Linked DNA regions of Sus scrofa: all the other regions are linked to region 2. A link is a contact called in public Hi-C and HiChIP or PLAC-seq data. All regions are on one chromosome and are shown on one strand. The core of a region is the stretch at or near the end of the contact, and the rest is flanking DNA. Distances in the headings are between cores, read along the strand shown.

Evidence for each region. A called contact is a pair of places that touch in the nucleus more often than the background predicts. HiChIP or PLAC-seq counts read pairs in DNA pulled down with a chosen protein or histone mark.
Region 1: a contact with region 2 is called in an H3K27ac HiChIP or PLAC-seq map of alveolar macrophages. The contact joins two enhancer-like sites. A contact is called at or near these places in 3 of 5 promoter capture datasets (fetal liver, fetal skeletal muscle and liver), 4 of 47 Hi-C or Micro-C datasets (embryonic fibroblasts, mesenteric adipose tissue, retroperitoneal adipose tissue and 1 more) and 2 of 2 datasets of contacts at active chromatin or transcription factors (alveolar macrophages and skeletal muscle).
Region 3: a contact with region 2 is called in a Hi-C map of alveolar macrophages, with 2.5 times the contacts expected there. The contact joins two enhancer-like sites. A contact is called at or near these places in 1 of 5 promoter capture datasets (fetal skeletal muscle), 13 of 47 Hi-C or Micro-C datasets (alveolar macrophages, brain, embryonic fibroblasts and 8 more) and 2 of 2 datasets of contacts at active chromatin or transcription factors (alveolar macrophages and skeletal muscle).

The regions. Positions count from the first base shown.
Region 1 is chr1:252,511,498-252,515,225 of Sscrofa11.1, reverse strand. It overlaps C1H9orf84, which reads left to right. Exons shown (of 26, transcript XM_021085151.1): 15 at 400-578. Among named protein-coding and RNA genes, the nearest start is that of C1H9orf84, 42 kb to the left of the region's middle. Within about 2 kb of position 2,070, at least 1 of the 83 cell types and tissues checked has an H3K27ac peak or open chromatin away from gene starts, as enhancers often do. A contact at or near this core is called in alveolar macrophages, where this site is marked.
Region 2 is chr1:253,108,746-253,112,694 of Sscrofa11.1, reverse strand. No RefSeq gene overlaps it. Among named protein-coding and RNA genes, the nearest start is that of HSDL2, 14 kb to the left of the region's middle. Within about 2 kb of position 1,509, at least 2 of the 83 cell types and tissues checked have an H3K27ac peak or open chromatin away from gene starts, as enhancers often do. A contact at or near this core is called in alveolar macrophages, where this site is marked.
Region 3 is chr1:252,538,367-252,542,206 of Sscrofa11.1, reverse strand. It overlaps C1H9orf84, which reads left to right. Exons shown (of 26, transcript XM_021085151.1): 4 at 2,951-3,113; 5 at 3,317-3,413. Among named protein-coding and RNA genes, the nearest start is that of C1H9orf84, 15 kb to the left of the region's middle. Within about 2 kb of position 1,431, at least 4 of the 83 cell types and tissues checked have an H3K27ac peak or open chromatin away from gene starts, as enhancers often do. A contact at or near this core is called in alveolar macrophages, where this site is marked.

The DNA of each region.
Region 1 (3,728 bases), core at 821-3,320, 600 kb after region 2:
TCTCGTTGCGGCTCAGTGGTAATGAACCCAACTAGTAACCTTTAGGATGTGGGTTTGATCCCTGGCCCTGCTCAGTGAATGCGGCCTTGCCATAAGCTGTGGTGTAGGCTGCAGACGCCGCTTGGATCTGGTGTTGCTATGGCTGCTGTGTTGGCCAGCAGCTGCAGCTGCAGCTGCAGCTCCGATTTGACCCCTAGCCTAGAAACTTCCATACACTGTAGGTGCGGCCGTAAAAAGACCAAAAATAAAAAATAAAAATAAAAAGATCAGAAAAGTAGTGAAGGAAAACTTAACTGCCTCTGCTTTGACTTTTATTTCCTTTTAGGTTTTACCATGGCGTTTCTAAAAGAATAAAAAGACACGCTTTTCTCTTTTTTCCTACTTTTTTTTTTTAAACAGGATATTTGTCAAATGCAAAAGATATCTACAAAAGCATTTTAGGCTCCTATTTGGATGACATTTGGCGACAACTGGAGATTGTACGGTTTATTAGGGAAAAAAAGCCTGATACCAACTACAGGTTACAAGAATTGCAAAGTCAGATACTAAATTGGATGCAAAGTGAACAGCAAATTAAGGTTAGTACTGAAATAAAGCAGATAACAACAATCAGCTTAAATAAGAATTGGATAGAAGATAAAATTTTGTATTTAACTTGAAATTATGAAATAGTTTTTATTTCAGTATACTATTTGGTCCTTTGAGAAGTTTTCACCTTAAGTAAGTTAACAGGACAGAATCAGACCCAGAGAAAGTATCATTTGTATCATTATTCATATGTCTTGAGTTTTAAAAATACTTTAATTTTATTATACACAGTGTTCTATGGATTAGTCCTTCAAATCTCAAAAATTTTGTATTCTACTTAAAAGTTCATGAACATATACCCACAATAAAACTATAATAATTAATTTTTAGATATTGAGCCAGAATCTGATACAATTCTTTTTTTAAAAAAGCAGTTCATTCATTCCTTGGATTATATTGGAAATTTTTGCCCACTCTCCCTCAAGCATTGAAAGAAGTTTGCATGGGAGTTCTCTTGTAGTATAGTGGGTTAAGGATCCAGTGTTGTCACTGCAGTGGCTTGGGTTTGATCCCTGGCCCAGGAACTTCCATGTGCTGCAGGCATGGCAAAAAAAAAAAAAAAAAAAAAAAAAAAAAAAAAAAAAAAAAATTTCATAAATAAAGATTTAAGAGAAAATACTTTTTAAAATCTTTTAAAGCAGAAAAGCATCTGAAATGCTTTACACTAAATATGCAAATAAATTTGGCCTTTTTCTTCGTTTTTCTCTCTCTCCCTCCTACTCTATGGTTACTTGGGTAACTTGCTTAAGTCTTTAAAGTGTATTAAACCAATTAGTAAGAAATTTAGAAGTGGGGAGTTATGTCGGCATCATGACAGGATGAGATGCTCTCTTTGTCTCTCCCCTTCAATCTACAACCAGTAAAACATCCACAACTCAACAAAAGTGCCTCTGCCCAACACACCAGAACACTGGAGCATTCTACACATCTATACATCTCAAGGTGGGTGGAATGGAATACATAGAAGAGGTAGAACTTGGGGATCAGCATAGTCAGTCACTGCAGTTCTAGCCCCTGGGCTGTGGCAGCTGAGCCCACAGACCCAGAGAACCCAATAGCAGCAAGGGTGGTAGCACACATGACCCCAGCCTCCCACTTGCAATGGAGCCAGCAGCCACAAATAACTGGGCAGTAGTGGCAACAAAAGCCTGTTACACACTCCAGCTGCAGAGGGGCCCGCAACTCTGGCTACCCACCCTCCAGCTGCAGTAGGCGAGCCCAGAAACCTGACAAGACCAGACCAGGCAGAGGTGCACGTGATCCTACGTCCTACCCCCTGCTGTCCTCCCCACCACAGTGACAGAGCCTGTGACTAAGGGGATCCCAGATGAGGCCACCAACTTGGTACCTCAGGCAGTGACACCAGTGATTCCAGCAACAGCAAGGCACCAACAACCCTGGAGGCACAAGCAGTGATAACTTATGCCCTGGGTGACAGTTCTGACAGAGACTTTGCGGGGCAGAAAGTGCCAATACAACCAGAGGCAGCCCAGGTAACAGGAACCAAAAACTTGTTCTATGGTGCCACCTACTGGAAAATAAAAGAAAGGCCTCTAATTTGTGAATTGTTCATTAGAATCAAGTAAAAACAATTATTTTTACCTAAAGAAGAAAGTTGTTCACTACTTCAAATGTGCCAGCTGAGGAACAACTTATCAAGCATCATGAAGAACTACAGTAACACTGAATCACAAAAACGAAATGACAGTTCACCAGAAACCAAACTTAAAGTCATGGAATATTGCAGTCTGACTGATAGAGAATTCAACATAGCTGTCATGAAGAAATTCAACAAGGCACAAGAAAACTCAAAGAGGAAGTTATATGAGCTCAGGAATAAAATTAATGAACAGAAGAACAAAGAGCCTGAAACTAAAAAAGAACCAAATTCTGGAGCTGAGGAACTCAATAAATGAGATGAAGATAGCATTAGAAAGCATTGAAAATAGAGCATATCATATAGAAGAGAGAATTAGTGAGCTCAAAGATAAAAATCTAGAAATGATACAGGTAGAAAAGAGAAAAGAATTAAGACCTTAAAAAAAGGGAGTTCCTGGAGTTCCCATCGTGGTGCAGCGGAAACAAATCCAACTAGGGACCATGAGGTTACAGGTTCAATCCCTGGCCTCACTCAGTGGGTTAAAGATCCGGCTTTGCCTTGAGCTGTGGTGCAGGTTGCAGACATGGCTCGGATCTGATGCGGCTGTGGCTGTAGCTGTGGTGTAGGCCAGCAGCTATAGCTTCAATTTGACTGCTAGCCTGGGAACCTCCACATGCCGCAAGTGCAGTCCTAAAAAAGCAAAAAAAAAAAAAAAAAAAAAAAAAAAAAGATCTTAAAAAAGAGAAAATTCTATGAAAGCTATCTGACTCTTTTAGGAAGAGCAACATTAGAGTAAAGGTTATCCCAGAAGGAGATGAAACAGAGAAGGTATCATAGAGTTTATTTAAAGAAATCATAGTTGAAAACTTCCCAAATCTGGAAAGGGAACAGGATATACAAGTCTTTGAAGCTAAGGAGAACACCAAATTACCTCAATGCAAAAAGATCTTCTCCATGACACTGTCAAAAGTCAATAAAAAAAGAATTTTAAATGCAGCCAGTGAAAAAAGGTTGGCAACCTACAAAGGAATATCTTTTAAGCTCTCAGCAGATTTCTCAGCAGAAATCTCATAGGCCAGGAGGAAGTAGAATGACATTCTCAAAATACTGAAAGACAAAAATGGTCATGCAAGAACACTAACAAAATGATAATTCAGACATGAAGGAAAAATATGGGTTTTCCTAGACAAACAAAAGCTGAGGAATTTTATCAGTGCTAGCCCTGCTTTATAAGAAATGTTGAAAAGGAGCTCTTCTACCAGAAACAAAAAGGCAAAAGTACATACAACTTCAAGTAAGGTAATAAATAGACAAGGAGAAGCAGAAAATTGCAACTCTATCAAAAAAGGTTTTTAAGCACTTTATTGTATCAGGAAAGAAACTATGGCAACTTCAACTTGGTAATGAACACAATATAAAAAGGGATAATTCGGAGTTCCCGTCGTGGCGCAGTGGTTAACGAATCCGACTAGGAACCATGAGGTTGCGGGTTCGGTCCCTGCCCTTGCTCAGTGGGTTAAGGATCCGGCGTTGTTGTGAG
Region 2 (3,949 bases), core at 260-2,759:
AGGATCCGGCGTTGCCATGCACAACATAGGTCGTAGGTACCTTTGAGGCTCGGATCTGGCGTTGCTGTGGCTCTGGCATAGGCTGGCAGCAACAGTTCCGATTAGACCCCTAGCCTGGAAACCTCCATATGTCGCAGGTGTGGCTCTAAAAGGACAAAAAGACAAAAAACAAAAACAAAACAAACAAACAAAAAAACAAAAAAAACACCACAAACGAAAATTAAGGGCACATAAGATACTTCTAAACTCAATGGCAAAATTTTAAAATTGTACCATACCAATTAGGGTATGAGCAACAGGAGCTTGCAAACACTTCATAATAGCGGTAGTGAAAATTGACAAAAATCTCTTTGCAAACATAGTAAAGATGAAGATTAGCCAATTCCATGACTCTGCAATTCTACTTCTGAACATATAACCTAGATTATAGGGCCTAGAGAAAGCTCTATGAGTGCCTTGGGGGATAGGTACAAGAATATCCATTGAAAAATTATTTATAATAGCACAACAACAAGGAGAAATTAGAAACCACTCAAATAAAGAGAATGGGTAAATTGTGGCATATTCTTATAGAAGAGAAATACTGCATGACATTAAAAATTAATGAACTACAGGGAATTAGTCACAGAATCATAATATTGAGTGAAAGAATCAAGTGGCAGAAGAATATTAAAAATATTACGCTACTTATATAGCGTGCACATAGTTTAGGAATTTGCACAAACGTTTCACAACTGCAAAAGAGCAGGGGTATGATTAACCTTCAGTTTTCCCTTTGATAATTTCTCAATATCTTCTTGGTGGTCATTTTATGATTATGCTTTACAATTTACATAAGTAGAAGTTCCTGTTGTGGCTCAGTGGTAATGAACCCGACTGGTATCCATGAGGAGGCGATTCGATTCCTAACCTCACTCGGTGGATTAAGGATCCGGTGTTGCGTGAGCTATGGTGTAGGTCGCAGACACGGCTCAGATCCTGTGTTGCTGTGGCTCTGGCGTAGGCTTGCAGCTATAGCTCTGATTCGACCCCCTAGCCTGAGAACTTCCATATGCCGTGGAAAAAAGACAAAATAATAATAATAATAATAACTTACATAAGTAGTATATATGTTTATTAACATTTTTATTTTGAAAAAAAATTTAGACATCCAGAAAAACTGTAAAATTTCTACAGTGCATTCTTCTGAATACCCTCTGTCCAGGTTTCCTTAATGCTAATCTCTTGCGTAACCAAAGTGCAATGATCAAAACTAAGAAATTAATAATAATACAATTTTATGAAATAAACTACAGACTTTCTTTGTGGTAGGGAGAATTCTAGAGGTTTTCCCACCTTCCCTCCAACAATATTCCCATCCCCTGGTTATTTAAATACTGTTTTAAATAATTATAAATACCGTTGTGAAGGGATTTTGCAAGTGTAATTCAAGTTTCACGTTAGTCGACTTCAGGAAACAGATTGCTTGACTCAGATAAGAGCCCTTAAAAGCAGAAGCTTTCTCTGGCTGATGGCAGAAGAGGAAGGCAGAAGGAGAAGTCAGAGATATTCAAAGTGTGAGAAGCCTAGCCTTACCAATACTGCTTTGAAAATGGAAGGGACCAACTAAGAAGGAATGCAGGTAGCCTCAAGGAACCTAGGGTGATCCCTGGCTGATAGCCAGCAAAGAAACAGGGATCTGGGATCTACAGTTATGAGGAACTGGAGTCTTACAAGGTGAAAAGCTTGGGAGCTCACTTCCCAGACACTCCAGATAAAAGCCTAGGCCGTACCACATCTTCTTTATCCATTGGTACATATATTTAATGGAATATTACTCAGTCACAGAAAGAAATGAAATAATGCCATTTTCAGCAACGTGGATGGATCTAGAGATGATTATACTAAGTGAAGTTAGTGAAAACAAACATATGATATCACTTATATGTAGAATCTAAAAAAAGGGTAAAAAGAAACGTATTTGCAGAACAGAAACAGACTTCGAAAGCAAACTTAACTGGTTACCAAAGGGGACAGGTGGGAGGCAGGGGAGGATGGACTGGGGGTTTGGGACTGGCATATGCACACTGTGGTATATGGAATGGTTAGCCAACAGGGACGTGCTGCACAGTACAGAGAACTCTACCCAATACTCTGTGATAATCTATAAAGGAAAAGAATCTGGAAGATAATGGAAGTGTGGATACGTGTAACTGAGTCACTTTGTTGTACAGCAGAAATGATCACAACATTTCACATCAACTATACTTCAGTAAAACTTAAAAAAAAGCCTAGGCTGGCCAACACCTGAACATCAGCATCGTGAGACCCAGTCAAGCCTGTGCAGGCTTCTATAGAACCTGGAGATAACAGATGTGTGTTGTTTGGTTTTGTTTGGTTTATGGCCGACGTCACAGCCTATGGAAGTTCCTGGGCCAGGGATTGAATCCAAGCCTTTCCAATCAGATTCTTACCCCATTGTGCACATCTCTATCAATTTATAAGTACTTCTTTACTTTTTAGCACCTCAAGATCTTCTAGGCTCATCTAGTATTTTGCTTCTGCAGCACTGGAATCCATAACTTTTCTGAGGAGTCCTGGTTCAGTTTATTGGACAATAGTATTTAGAAACTAAAATGTGGGCATAAGTAAATGGGGTGTCATTGTTCAGCCCTCCCAGCAGATAAAGACTGGAAATATTGGTATGAAAAGTAATCCATGCCTACAAACATACATTTATATATTTTTAAAAAATTTTTAAATTAAAAGTATGGCTTCTGCTCTATAGCAAAGTGACCCAGTCATACATATATATATACATATTCCTTTTCTCATATTATATTCCATCATGTTCTATCACAAGACCCTGGATATAGTTCCCTGTGCTTTACAATAGGACCTCATTGCTTATCCATTCTAAAAATAACAGTTTGCATCTACTAACCCCAAACTCCCAGTCCATCCCACTCCCTCCCCTCCACACATCTATATTTAATTCTGCCATATTGTATATTATAGAATAGATTGAGATCCCTGTGTGAAGGATCTTCTCATCATTTTTTTTTAATGGCCACACCCATAGCATGTGGAAGTTCACAGGCCAGGGACCGAATCCAAGCCACAGCTGTGAACTATGTTGCAGTTGTGGCAACACCAGATTCTTTAACCCACTGTGTGGGTCAAGGATTGAATGCGTGCCTCTGCAGTGACCCAAGCTACCGCAGTCGGATTCCTAACCTACTGTACCGAAGAGAAAACTCCTGCATCTTCTCATCTTAATAAGAGTGGAAAGGAGTTCCCGTCGTGGCGCAGTGGTTAATGAATCCGACTAGGAACCAGGAGGTTGCGGGTTCGGTCCCTGCCCTTGCTCAGTGGGTTAACGATCCGGCGTTGCCGTGAGCTGTGGTGTAGGTTGCAGACGTGGCTCGGATCTCACATTGCTGTAGCTCTGGCGTAGGCCGGAGGCTACAGCTCCGATCTGACCCCTAGTCTGGGAATCTCCAAATGCCGAGGGAGCGGCCCAAGAAATAGCAAAAAGACAAAAATAAATAAATAAATAAATAAAATAAGAGTGGAGGGAATGGTGCCCAAACCAAATGTTGGTACTGAGCAGAATATTCAAAGGATTTTGTGAAAAGGTGCTGAGAGAAAGCATAACTTGCTTGCCAGTTGCCTACTGATTTGAATCTCATCCTAGTCATTTCCCACCCCACTGTCTCCACCAAGTAGTTGAAAAGTGAAACAAGAACATAAACCATTGATATCTAGCCCTCCACCTGAATCAAAAGCAAAAAATTAAATAAATAAATTCAATAATTCCCAAGTAAGCACAGAGGAGATTTATGATCTCTCAACTCACACGATTGTTTAGTAAATTTCAGTTCAGAATAGAACTGCCATCATTCAAAAATAAGCACCCATCCCTGCCCCCACAGACAAGGAAAAAAAATTCTACCACAAACCCACGCCA
Region 3 (3,840 bases), core at 182-2,681, 570 kb after region 2:
AAAACATATAATCCTATAATCTATATATAAATCCTTTTATTATTGTGATCACACCAGGTATGCCTTACAGTATTTTTATTTTTTTTTTCTTAACAGTATTTTTAAATGTTAACAGTATTCGGGTAACATTTCACCATATCCTTATTTTCTTCCAATGCATGGCGCAGCTTTTAATCTTATTTATGTATCATAAATTTCCCAGTTAATACTGTTTTTTATTTAAAGCACACTCATAAATGTGTTGTTGATCTGAAATACACTGCTAGGTATTTCTCCAGCAAAGATGAGTTTATTTGGGATCAACAGAGAATTGCAGTTCTGGGTTAGCAGCCATGGTGAGTCGTGTGCAAGTCCTCCCCTGGCAAGGGAAGGATAACTCTTTTATAGAGGGGGAAGGAAACTAGGAAGGTAAAGTACACAGAGGCCCTGGCTTTTTATTGGTTGAGTTCTTACCTAGAAAGAAGAGGTGTCTTTCTTCTTCTGATGGGCTCTGCTGTCATAGCAGAGCATGAGAGCTTCTCCTGCTGGTCTCCCAACCCTTATGATAAGGTTTTTATATATATTTCAAAACTATTGATTTTCCAATTTTTACCAGACACCTTAGTGAACTCCTTAATTGTTTTCATTTATTTATGTTGGGTTTTCTAAGACAAAAGTATCTTGTGCAAAGAACACATCTATCTACTTTCTTGTCAGTAGACCTTTTTTCTTCTTCTTTTCATAGTTAACTAGCCAGAATTTTGTTTCTTCATGACAATTTAACACTCCTTTACAATAGAGGAAAACAGTCTCCTTATATCTGTGTTGGCACATACACTAGTGGTAAGAGTGTAAAAATCCAGGACAAGTTGTATAGCTATAAGAAGGTAAGTAGGTAGCATCCTTGGTAAAACAACCTTTGTGTAGTTATAAAGAACATTGGTTATGGTGTGATGCTGCCCTCAAGTGGCTCCATCAAAAAAGGGTAGTTGGAAAACAAGACCTCATAAGTGATAAATGCCCTCCTGGATTCCCAGAAGTACTAGGATGAGCCTGTAGAAAGGAAAGATGACTAGGTCTGTTTTGGAAGTGGGAGGTGAAGATGGAAATATAAATGAATGCCCTTTGGGTTTTTACTGTTAATATGACTTTATTAATACCTACAGATTGGATATATGAATGAACCATCTTTAAATTGTCTCAAGTAAACCCTGCTTAGTTATGGAACAGATTGGCTAGCTTTCTTTGGTGTATCATGGGAAGTTCTTGGCCCGTGATGGTTGGGAATTTAACAGATTCCCATAAATAGTCTCTCAGGAGGTTAGTTTTTATAACAAGTTCTTTTTTGGCATTTTAAGTTATCCCCAGGCAAAGGGATGGCCCTGCCTGCCTGCTCTACACCACAGATTTATTAAGCACACACATATACCAATGACGTATTTGGTCATTAGAGACATCACTTCATGTTATTCCTCCCTCATGGCATTCTAAAGTTGCTTAACTGAGAGGCCATTGCCCAGAACAAGAGACTATTACTTCCCCTTCAAGGTGACTTTTGCTTTGGGGAACTTGGCTTTCTGAGCAGTTTGTCATTTTCCTTTTTCTCTTTCCACTCAGAGACTATTGAGGAATGGAGGTAGGTTTTACCTTCCCTCCCTGAGCCCAGAAACTGTTAAAGCACTGACACTATTAGCTGAGCTTCTAAAGTAACTCAAACATGGTAGGGTGGGGGTAGAGAGGAAAAACCTTTTCCAGCAACTTACTGTTAGGAGTATGTTTCCTAATAGGTCCGATATATCACATTTCTGTGGTAGCTATTTTGCTATATTAGTTGTCATTGTAATTAGTTTTTTGGTTTTGGTTTGTTTTGTTTGTTTGTTTGTTTGTTTTTTGCTTTTTAGGGCCATGCTTGCAGCATATGGAAGCTCCCAGGCTACAGGTTGAATCAGAGCTACAACTGCCAGCTTACACTACAGCCACAGCAACCTAGGATCCAGGCCACCTCTGTGACCTATACCACAACTCATGGCAATGCTGGATCCCCACTGGCCTACAGAGCAAGGCCAGGGATTGAACCCTCATCCTCATGGATACTAGTTGGATTCATTTCCTCTGCCTCACAAAGGGAACTCCCTGTAATTAGTTTTAAATCAAACATGTTTGAACAAACTTTAGAGTGCTAGAATCAGAATTGGTCTCACTTGTAAGCTTTGTAGACCACCTCCATTCCCTACATGTCTGTCTCAGGATGAACTGGAGAATTTAAAAGGTAAAATCGGAGTTCCTGTGGTGGTGCAGTGGTTAACGAATCCGACTAGGAACCATGAGGTTGCGGGTTCAATCCCTGCCCTTGCTCAGTGGGTTAACAACCCGGCGTTGCCGTGAGCTGTGGTGTAGGTTGCAGACGCGGCTCGGATCCCGTGTTGTTGTGGCTCTGGCGTAGGCTGGTGGCTACGGCTCCGATTAGACCCCTAGCCTGGGAACCTCCATATGCCGCGAGAGAAGCCCAAGAAATGGCAAAAAGACAAAAAACAACAACAACAACAACAACAAAAGGTAAAATCATGCAGAGGAGAAAGGACTAGGTGGGCAAAAGTCGAATGCTTTTTTTTTCTTTACAATTTTGCTGAGGCTCTCCAGCTATTTGAGGCATGAGGCCATAAGAGATTTTTCCTCCATTGATTACATTAATTTTGTTGGAAAAAAATACGAGCCATTACAACTATTTCAGGATATTTGGTTACTACTCAGTATACTAAATAATACTAAGTTTTATTGAGCTTCTTTCCACCTATGTACCCAAGTACTATGCTACATACTTTATTTGCACAATAAAATGACGAACTAAAAAATGTAAAATATGTTTGAAAACCCAACTGTATCTGATGGCTGACTATAGTAACTACCTGGATCCTTTTGTATAACTTTTAGATTTTTTTTTTGATGCCTTTATATTTCTTATTTATTTCAGATTTGTCTATTGATGAAGAAATAATTTTTGTAAATAATTTGATGGCCTATAAAAGTCAGCTACCAACTTTGCAGACTCTGTTGAGTAGGCTAAAACTATTTTTAGTAAAGGACCCTCTCTTAGATTTCAAAGGACAGATCTTCACTGCAACTAATTTTTTCAGGTACCTAATTGCCCAGTGTTGTAAATATTTTTAAGAGGAGAAAATATTTTTTGTATGCTCATGAGTCTAGATGTTATTAATCATAATATTTTATGATTGCTTTACTGCAGCCCTAGTTTTTGTCACTATGAATTTTGATTGACTGCATTTAATATGTACCTTGTTTTTAGTAAACCCTAATTTAATGTTTTATTTTTTGTTAGGGAGTGTTTCTCTTTTCAAGGAGATTTGAAAGATTTTTTGAAAGAAGATTTTTACATGGATAAAGAGAACTTCTCTCAGAAGAAGTTAGAAGATTCAGTAGGTTTAAAAAAGGCTGTAATATTCGTTTTCCGTAATTTTTAAATGAAAGTCCGTAAATCACACTTATATAAATTGTAGTAATATATACTTATCATCTATTATTGTCAAGTTTAAAAGACTTGATAATGGATTTTACATGTATCAATTAAGGAGTAAATTTTCTTCAAAGATAGAAGGATACACATCGGAATTACTTGGGGAATTTTAATAAAATTCTGCATCCTGGATCCTACTCCAATATATTCTGATTTAATTGGGCTGGTGTGCAGCCCAGGTATAGGGAATTTAAAAACCACTCCCAATTATTTTAATCGATATACCTGGTATAGGACATTAAATCATTTTATATATATATATATATATATATATATATATATACACACACACACATATATATACATATATATGTATATACACACACACA